Regions from separate parts of the Gossypium hirsutum genome. Here region 1 is linked to region 2. Evidence: chromatin contacts called from public Hi-C data. All regions are on one chromosome and are shown on one strand. Each heading gives the region's core, a stretch centred on a gene start, on an enhancer-like site or on the middle of the called end of the contact. The rest is flanking DNA. Distances are from core to core; before and after follow the strand shown.

What was found. Hi-C and Micro-C count contacts between places; a contact is called where the count stands out from the background.
Region 1: a contact with region 2 is called in a Hi-C map of hypocotyl, with 2.0 times the contacts expected there. The contact joins the promoter of LOC107923378 here to the promoter of LOC107923340 in region 2. A contact is called at or near these places in 3 of 34 Hi-C or Micro-C datasets (hypocotyl and leaf).

Annotation. Positions count from the first base shown.
Region 1 is chrA12:82,849,507-82,853,357 of Gossypium_hirsutum_v2.1, forward strand. It overlaps LOC107923378 (vacuolar protein sorting-associated protein 8 homolog), which reads left to right and starts at 1,559. Exons shown (of 19, transcript XM_016853580.2): 1 at 1,559-3,243; 2 at 3,785-3,851. The coding sequence starts at 1,843.
Region 2 is chrA12:82,701,333-82,705,397 of Gossypium_hirsutum_v2.1, forward strand. LOC107923340 (protein IQ-DOMAIN 1) reads right to left here and starts at 1,954. Exons shown (of 5, transcript XM_041082851.1): 1 at 1,539-1,954; 2 at 1,187-1,459; 3 at 856-1,095; 4 at 597-762; 5 at 1-546. The coding sequence starts at 1,625.

The DNA of each region.
Region 1 (3,851 bases), core at 309-2,808, 150 kb after region 2:
AGCTTGAACCTTAGGAAAACATGAGAGCTCGACATATTCATCTTTAGCCATCTCTCAGAATTTAACTCAGAGAAGTCAGTGAGCTTACCCGAGAGCACTAAATCTGTCCAAACAACAATTGCCAAACAACACTTCCAGAGCACATGGTCAATGGCTTCTACAGGGCACCCGCAACTGTTACATCCCATCTGGACTGTAAAGCGATGCCGTGCTCTTTCTACATTAGTGAGAAGCCTTTTATTCAACACCAGCCACATGAAGGATCGAACTTGTTGCGGGCACTGAAGCTTCCACACACGTTTCCACCCATCATCAGCAATGGAAATCGTAAGCGCAATCACCTTACATGATGAACGTATATTGAAAATCCTCTTGGAACCCCATCTCCAACCCAAGGAATCCTCAACATCAGCCGCAACCACTCTTGAGATCCCACGTTGAGACAATAGCTGATTAAATCTCTCCCAAGCTCAAGTTCCATACCGCTCGTCATGGATAAGACGGATGTAAAGCCAGCCAGGGCCACCTCCCTTGACCGAACATCATCAATGAGAGGATAGCCATTCGGAAGCCACCTATCAAACTAAAAATCCACCGTTTTGCCTTGCCCAAATTCCAACACAACCCTTGTTTAACTTCGTCCCATACCCGACTAATGCCCCTCCACAGAGGTGAGCATCCACTTTTAGCAATAGAGATCCGAACCATACCAATCCATTTATACCTGTCTCGTAACACCCACACAAATGATCCAGATATTGAAAAAAAAAAAATCAGATAACCAAGTTTCATTAGGAAAGAATTATTAAAATCCACCATCCGACGGATACCAAGACCACCCTTAACCACATCACGGCAAACATTATCCCATTAAACACCTCTCCCATCTTCTGTGGTACCGCAAATAAAAATTCGAATGAGTCGCTCCATCTCCATACACACTTATTGGAACCACCATGGTCTGCATCGCATAAGTGGGAATAGAAGCCCGCACCCCTTTCGCAAGAGAAAGCGACTTTGCTCTAACCAGCAAGTTTATTGCATTCGTTGCAGTATACATATCCTTGGTAACTCCCAAGTACCTACCAAGGTACTCCACTCTACAGAAGCCCAAACCGCTACTAATCTCTACCTAAACTAGCCTCGGGAAGTTTTTTGAAAAGAAGACTTGAGTCTTTTGCCGGTTCCTCTTACAAAAATCATTTAAGCATCCTGTTAATCACTGCCATCTGATTCTCATCAACCTTAGGAAATAGCACCACATCATCCACAAAGAAGAGATGACGGACCTCTCAGACTTATAAAATATTTTTAATCCATATATTTTTTTAAAGAATTCAGTCCTTCTATTTGTCATATTTCAAATTTAGGTCCAATTGGTTAAAATTATTTTATTAAATTCACGCTTATTATGATATATATATTTTTTACTTATATAACTAATAAGTGAATATTTTTTATTTCAAAATCTCATACTAATAATTAGGCTTAAATTTTAAAATCTAAAAAGTAGAAAGACTAACTTTCAAATAAAAGAAGAGTACAGGGACTGATGATAAGTTTTAACCATTGTATTAGATTGAAACTTTGAGGACTTAATTGTAACATTTTGAAATTGAAGGATCAATTTAAAATATAAGGATAATCTTAAGACTTTTGGTGGAATTAACCCCAGTTATTTTCAAAGCTTGAAAACAACAAGGAGTCTAAGATCTCCGAAAAGAAGCTGGGATCCTTCACTGCCTGAAATTCTTGGTAACAATGAACTTGTTCACGTTCACTACTGGAGATTATATAATAAAGCTGAATTTTAAAGTGTCAACGACATAGCTTTTACCCAAAATGGAAGCTGATCTCGACACGTTACTTGACTCACACTTCTCCGATTCCGACGACGATTCCAACTCAACCGTTCCTCACCGTACCATCGATGAAATCCTCAACGATTCCGATGCATCCACGTCATCTTCTTCGCCTTCATCCCCTCTCTCTTCTTATCAACGTTCCGATAACCGCCTTGCCCGGTCGAATACCGTTCCGCAAGAATTCGTGGAATTGCTAGAGGAAAGAGATGCTCTTTCAGAAGGACCGGCGGAATCGTCGAAGACTAGTCCGTTCAAGCGGATTGGTGATCCGGTTTGGAGGGTTTCGTCATCATCTTCTTCGAAACAGCTTCCGACGCTGTTTGGTGGAGTGAAATCCAATGCGAAACCAGGGGCTGCGCTCGCGGCTGCGGCTGCGGCGTCTAGGTCGGTTCCGACTCCACATGCGGCTGCTATCAAGTCGAGGAGGGCGGTAAGTGGTGGGGTTCTTCAGAGGGTTGTAGGTAGTGATGATCAGGATGTTAGCTCAGTGAATGGGGAATCGATTGGGGTTAGCTCGAAATCAAGCGTTTCAGGTGAAAAATTAGAAATTGATGATTATACTAGTGATAATAAAATGGGCGATTTTCAATCTGCTGATACCCATCAAAATAGTGAGGCTAGTGAGAGTAAAGATAAGGAAAGTGAAGCTGAGAGAGTAATTGAACGAATTGACGGCTCTTCTAAGCTTGATTTTGATGACAGCTTGAATAAAGAAGTTACAGTTTTGGGTTCGGGTGAAGTTTTAGATAATGAAATTGACCCTGTTTCTGTGTCTGAGAATTCTCTGGTTCTTGATGCCAATGATTCATATGAAAAGAGTGTTTTGTCTTTGCCTAGCGTTGATCAGGAGAGAAATATAAGTAAGGACTTGGAGAGGGTGGGTTTGGAAAGAGAGAACGTAGCAAGTGATATGCCCAGTTACGAAGATGGTGAGGAAAATGCTAGTGGTGGTGATGATAAAAGTTCAATGAGTGATATTTCAGAGCTTGTAGAGGAGAGATTGGAGCAACTAGAGAGTGAGATGATGAGTAAAAGGGTGGAAAGCAATGCACGTGCTACAATGAAGCCGCTTGAACTGGCTGAGGAGCTTGAGAAGAAACAGGCTTCTACTGGTTTGCATTGGGAGGAGGGTGCAGCTGCTCAACCCATGAGGCTTGAAGGTGTTCGGAGGGGTTCAACCACGTTGGGATACTTTGATGTTGATGCTAGCAATATAATCACTCGGACTCTTTCATCACAGGCATTCAGGCGTGATCATGGCTCCCCTCAAGTTTTGGCAGTTCATCTGAACTTCATTGCCGTAGGAATGACTAAAGGAGTCATCATCTTAGTCCCCAGTAAATATACCACTCATCATGCTGACAGCATGGATCCTAAGGTGCTTTGATTGCCCTATCTCTTTAATTTTTTATCTTTGGTTGCATTTCTGCAGAATTATTTGCCTTTTCAAAGTTGTTTAATTCTGCTCTTCTGGTAAAGACAAATTTAAGGGTAGGACAATATTCTTCTGAAAACACATTCTAATTCAAAACTATAAAATTTAGTATCACATTCAGGTTTGATGGATTGAAATTAGGAAGATGGGATCCTATAAGATATTGTGAGTGCAATAGTGCATTATGACTAAAAAGACATGATCCAGCCGCATAACAAGATTTAAAAAAGCATATGCTTGGAATCAGAGGCTTGTTAAGTTCCTTGACATATTTTACATATCTATTTTTTTATTTGCTTGCATTCACGTGGTGAACCATAGACTGCAATTATCCGTGTTGTATTCTCCAGCAATTGAGGATTGTATGATGAACTTTGAAGCTTCAATATGCATACTTTTTTCAAACTTTCTTGAATTTGAATTTCCATCTGTTATTTATTTTTGTAAGTTAACTTTGCTGTTTATGATGTCACATGTATTCTAGATGGTGATACTTGGTTTGCAAGGGGATCGGTCCCTTGCCCCTGTAACATCCATGTGCTTCAATCAGC
Region 2 (4,065 bases), core at 704-3,203:
CTGAACTGATTCGGTCCCTCTCTGGTGTCGATGGCCTCTGTCTTGGTGCACTTTGAGACCTAATCCTAGCCTTTGCAGACTCTGTTGCTGCCATGTAATTAGGCAATGTAATAGCATTGTTTATACTAGTACTAGCTTGAGTACTAACCCTGCCTGTGTAATAATAATTGGACCTTAAACTTGGTGTTTGTGATGATGAAAACGAGGTTCGGTCTTCCCTAACGCAACGAGGGCTCGCAGACCGTACTTGAACCGGACGTGTTTTCGATGGAGAGGGTGTAATTGGAGAAGGGTGGAAAGCTTGTGCATTGTGTTGAGCCCTATGGAGAGGTGAACTAGGCCTTTGGTGATAATGGTTTGAATTTGTTCTTCTATAATTTGGTGCTACATATGAATAAGGCTGTGAAGTGTCCATTTCAACAGTTTTGACATTATCTCTTTGATCCATTGAAGCTCTTCCTCTGTTATCCCATGGTTTAGCAGGCATCCAACGATCAAGCCACTCATCTTGTCCCCCATTGATGGACTCCTTCGAGCTCTCCTCATCTATTTTACGGTCAAATTGGTTTATATGAATCATTACAATATGATACAACAAGACATGGTTAAAGACAGAACATGAACCTGTTGTGACAGTGCTTGTGACAAGCTCTTTTCACGTTTCAAAGCAGCTTCTTTCCTATGTTGTAACATAGCTTTCACTTCTTCAACTGTGTGTGGCCTTTCGTCCCAATCATCTGCTATGCTACTTCCTCCTCTCGACTAGAACACACACAGACATAAAGACAAGGCAAATAAGAAGCTGAATCTTTAAACCACACATAAAGTCATAAACAAAAGGCTTAAAACACTTACTAATGATCTTCTATCCGATATATCTTGAAGATACCGTGATTCCCAGGTGTCGCTAAATGCTGATTTCCGGCTGCAACCATCGTGCGAGAGCCTCATTCTTTGGTCTAAAACACGAGACTGAACTTTAACCAGTGCTTGCATGCAACGAAGCGTCATCTTGGCTTGCTTTCTCACGTTGTGACCTCTCACTAAAGCTTGTAACTTCACTAGCCCTTTTAACGCACGTAGAGCTCTCCTGGCCTTCATTATCACCACCACAAAATCAACACTAAACCCCCATTTTTTCTCATGCAAAAAACAACAATTTTCAAAGGCAAAATTTTTTTCTTACCAGGTAGCCTCTAAAAGCTGTCTGAATAACAATAGCAGCAAAGTGATGTTTCCTGCCATAACTAGGTTTAGTCAACCGAGCAGCTTGTAAAGCTGCTTCTGCAGTCGCCACCGCAGCTTCAGCTTCCGCTGCTTTAGCCACCGCCACAGCAATAGCATGCCTTTTCTCCGCTGCTGCCGTACTTGCACCACCACCACCACCACCATTATTACCTACACTCTTCACAGGACTTGTATCTTGTTTCCTAAAGATCCACCTCCGTTTATCTCTCTTCTATATAAAAAAAATAAAAAATCAAAGGCTTTTCTTTTTATATTCATAAACAGCCATTAAAATAGATTGAAACACTTACCTTTTCATCATCATGGGTATCTTTAGTAGGAGATCTAAAAGCCCTTTTCACAGCAGTCAACCATGAAGTCCCTCCTTTCTTCCCCATTCAAAAGGATAGGGTTAAACCAAGCTGCATTTACAGCTAAAAGAAGCTTTGAAGAAGGAGCCAAGACACCAACACTGTGAAGATAAAAAAGATTCTGATTGTAATATGGATTCTTGTTAAATTGCCAGAGAAAGACATACAGGACAAGATAATTTAATGATATATATATTTCCTCAAGAGAGAGATACAATGAAAGGGAAAACAACGAAAGTGAACAGCTTAGATTTCAATATATCCAAGCTTGGGTGAACTTTCGAGCACATTGAGACATCGATGGTGGTGGTGTCAGAGTGTAGTACGTTAACATTTTTTTTTCAATGTTATTGAATTTTATAGGTTTAATTCTGAATTTTGTATTCTTATTTTACGAAATTTTAAAAATTGGTCTTTTATTTTAACTTTCCAGAATTTTATTTTTATTTTTGAGAAGTTAGTTTAATTTAATATTCTTATTTATTATTCACTTCAAAATCAAGAGTTTATCAATTTGTATATATTAAATTTGTAAAAGTAACTACTTCCATAATTTATATGCAATAAAGAAAAAAAAAGGTAAACCACAACATTAGTCACTAAATTATGAATAACTTTTTGTTTTGGTAACTTAATAAAAGAAAGCTACAATTTGGTCATTAAATTACTTAAAAGTTTTCATTTAAGTTACTGAGTTGTTAATATTTTTTTTTAAAGTTCCGCCAGAGAGTTTCAAGCTGCAGTTTAATGATTGGTATAATGGATCAGTATTTATCTAAGAATCGAAGAAAATACCTTTAGATCCGTCAATCTAACGGTCAGTGTCGAAGATTGGAGAAAAAAGCTGTTTGAATTTTGGTTCGCAAATTCTTAACGTCCAAAATTGTTTCATAAAAAAAAAGAATTATAGAAGAGAAAGGAAAAGAGAGCTTTCGATTAATGCAAGTAGTGTGAACAGAAAAAGCGATATAGCATCGTATTTAACAACTCAGTGACTTAAATGAAAATTATTTGATATTTGAGTTTAGTTTAAATGTTTAATTTGACATGTTAATTTTTTATCTTAATTTGGTACTTGAGTTTGGTTTTAATGCTCATTTTGGTACCTAAATTTTTTCAATTTAATACTTAAGTTTTTTTTATCTAATTAAGTACCCAAATTTAACTTTAATATTTAATTTGACATCTAAACTCTTTTTATGCTAATTAAGAATTTATATTTTCTTAACAAAACATATGTATCAAATATTTATTAAATCACATGGCATCATTTTATCTTAATACAAAATTATACATGAAATTTAATATAAAACTAAACTTAAATACCGAAAGGGTATTTTGTGTTATGAGGTTTTCTTTTGGGGGGTAATAATAAATAATAAAGTTTAATACTAAATTAAAGGGAACATGAGGAACAGAGAGTAGTGGACGTGCTGTGGACGAGGTGAGATATCGAGAAACGTTGAAAGGCAAAGGCCATGAAAAGAAAAAAAGGGAAACCCACGTTGAGTTTTGCACATCAACCAATGGCTAAAGTCTCCTTTTTTTCTTTTCTTTTTTTTTTCAAAACAAAGTTTTTTTAATAAAAAAATAATCACTTTCAAATAAAATATCGGTTTAGATAATATAAATGTAGAAAAAAGATGTTTGGGTTTATTTAAATTTTGACACATAAGATTGAATTTTGGCATTTGTATATTAACTAAGTCCATTTTTATATATGATGTTAGATTTTGATAAGAATGGATAATGCGACATTTTAAAATTATGATATTTTCAATTTATAATATGGTATGATTACAATATTAAACTTTTATATTTTTTAAATTTAGTGATTAAAATATATCTAATTGTTAAGTTTATATATTAAAGTTGTTGTTATTGTAACATATAAAGCATGAGTTTAAGTATACTTTTGTGCTTATTATCTTTTGATTTTAGGGTGTGAATGAGTTATAGATAATTAAAAGAATTAAGTAGAAAAAATACTAAAAACGATATTAAAATTAAGACAAAAAAATTATATTAAGAAAGTTTTGTTCTGTTTAAATGTATGATTCGACTCTACTTGAGAATTAGGTAAAATTAATTGATTTAATGCAAAAAAAAATCTAAAAAAAATATATTCATCTTTATTAAGAATTCATTAAGCTGATAGCTACTCTAAAATAAAAGTGGAAGCTTTTGTTCTGGTATTGTCCTTTACCCCTTTTTCCTTTAGGTTCTTAAAAAATTGATATAAACTGGACACCTCTCGTGGTGTCACGTGGTAGGAGCTGATGAATAGTGACTAATAACTAATGATCAAAGCAGTGGGAAAAAAAATATCAGGTGGATTATGGAGCACGGTGGTCCTATTTCCTTCCATTGATTTTAAATTGAAAGTGACATTTGAATCAGAAGATGATGAAAAAGTAGTAAATCAAGTGGTCCAAAAAGGACTTGAGGGAGTTGGGAAAATGTACCT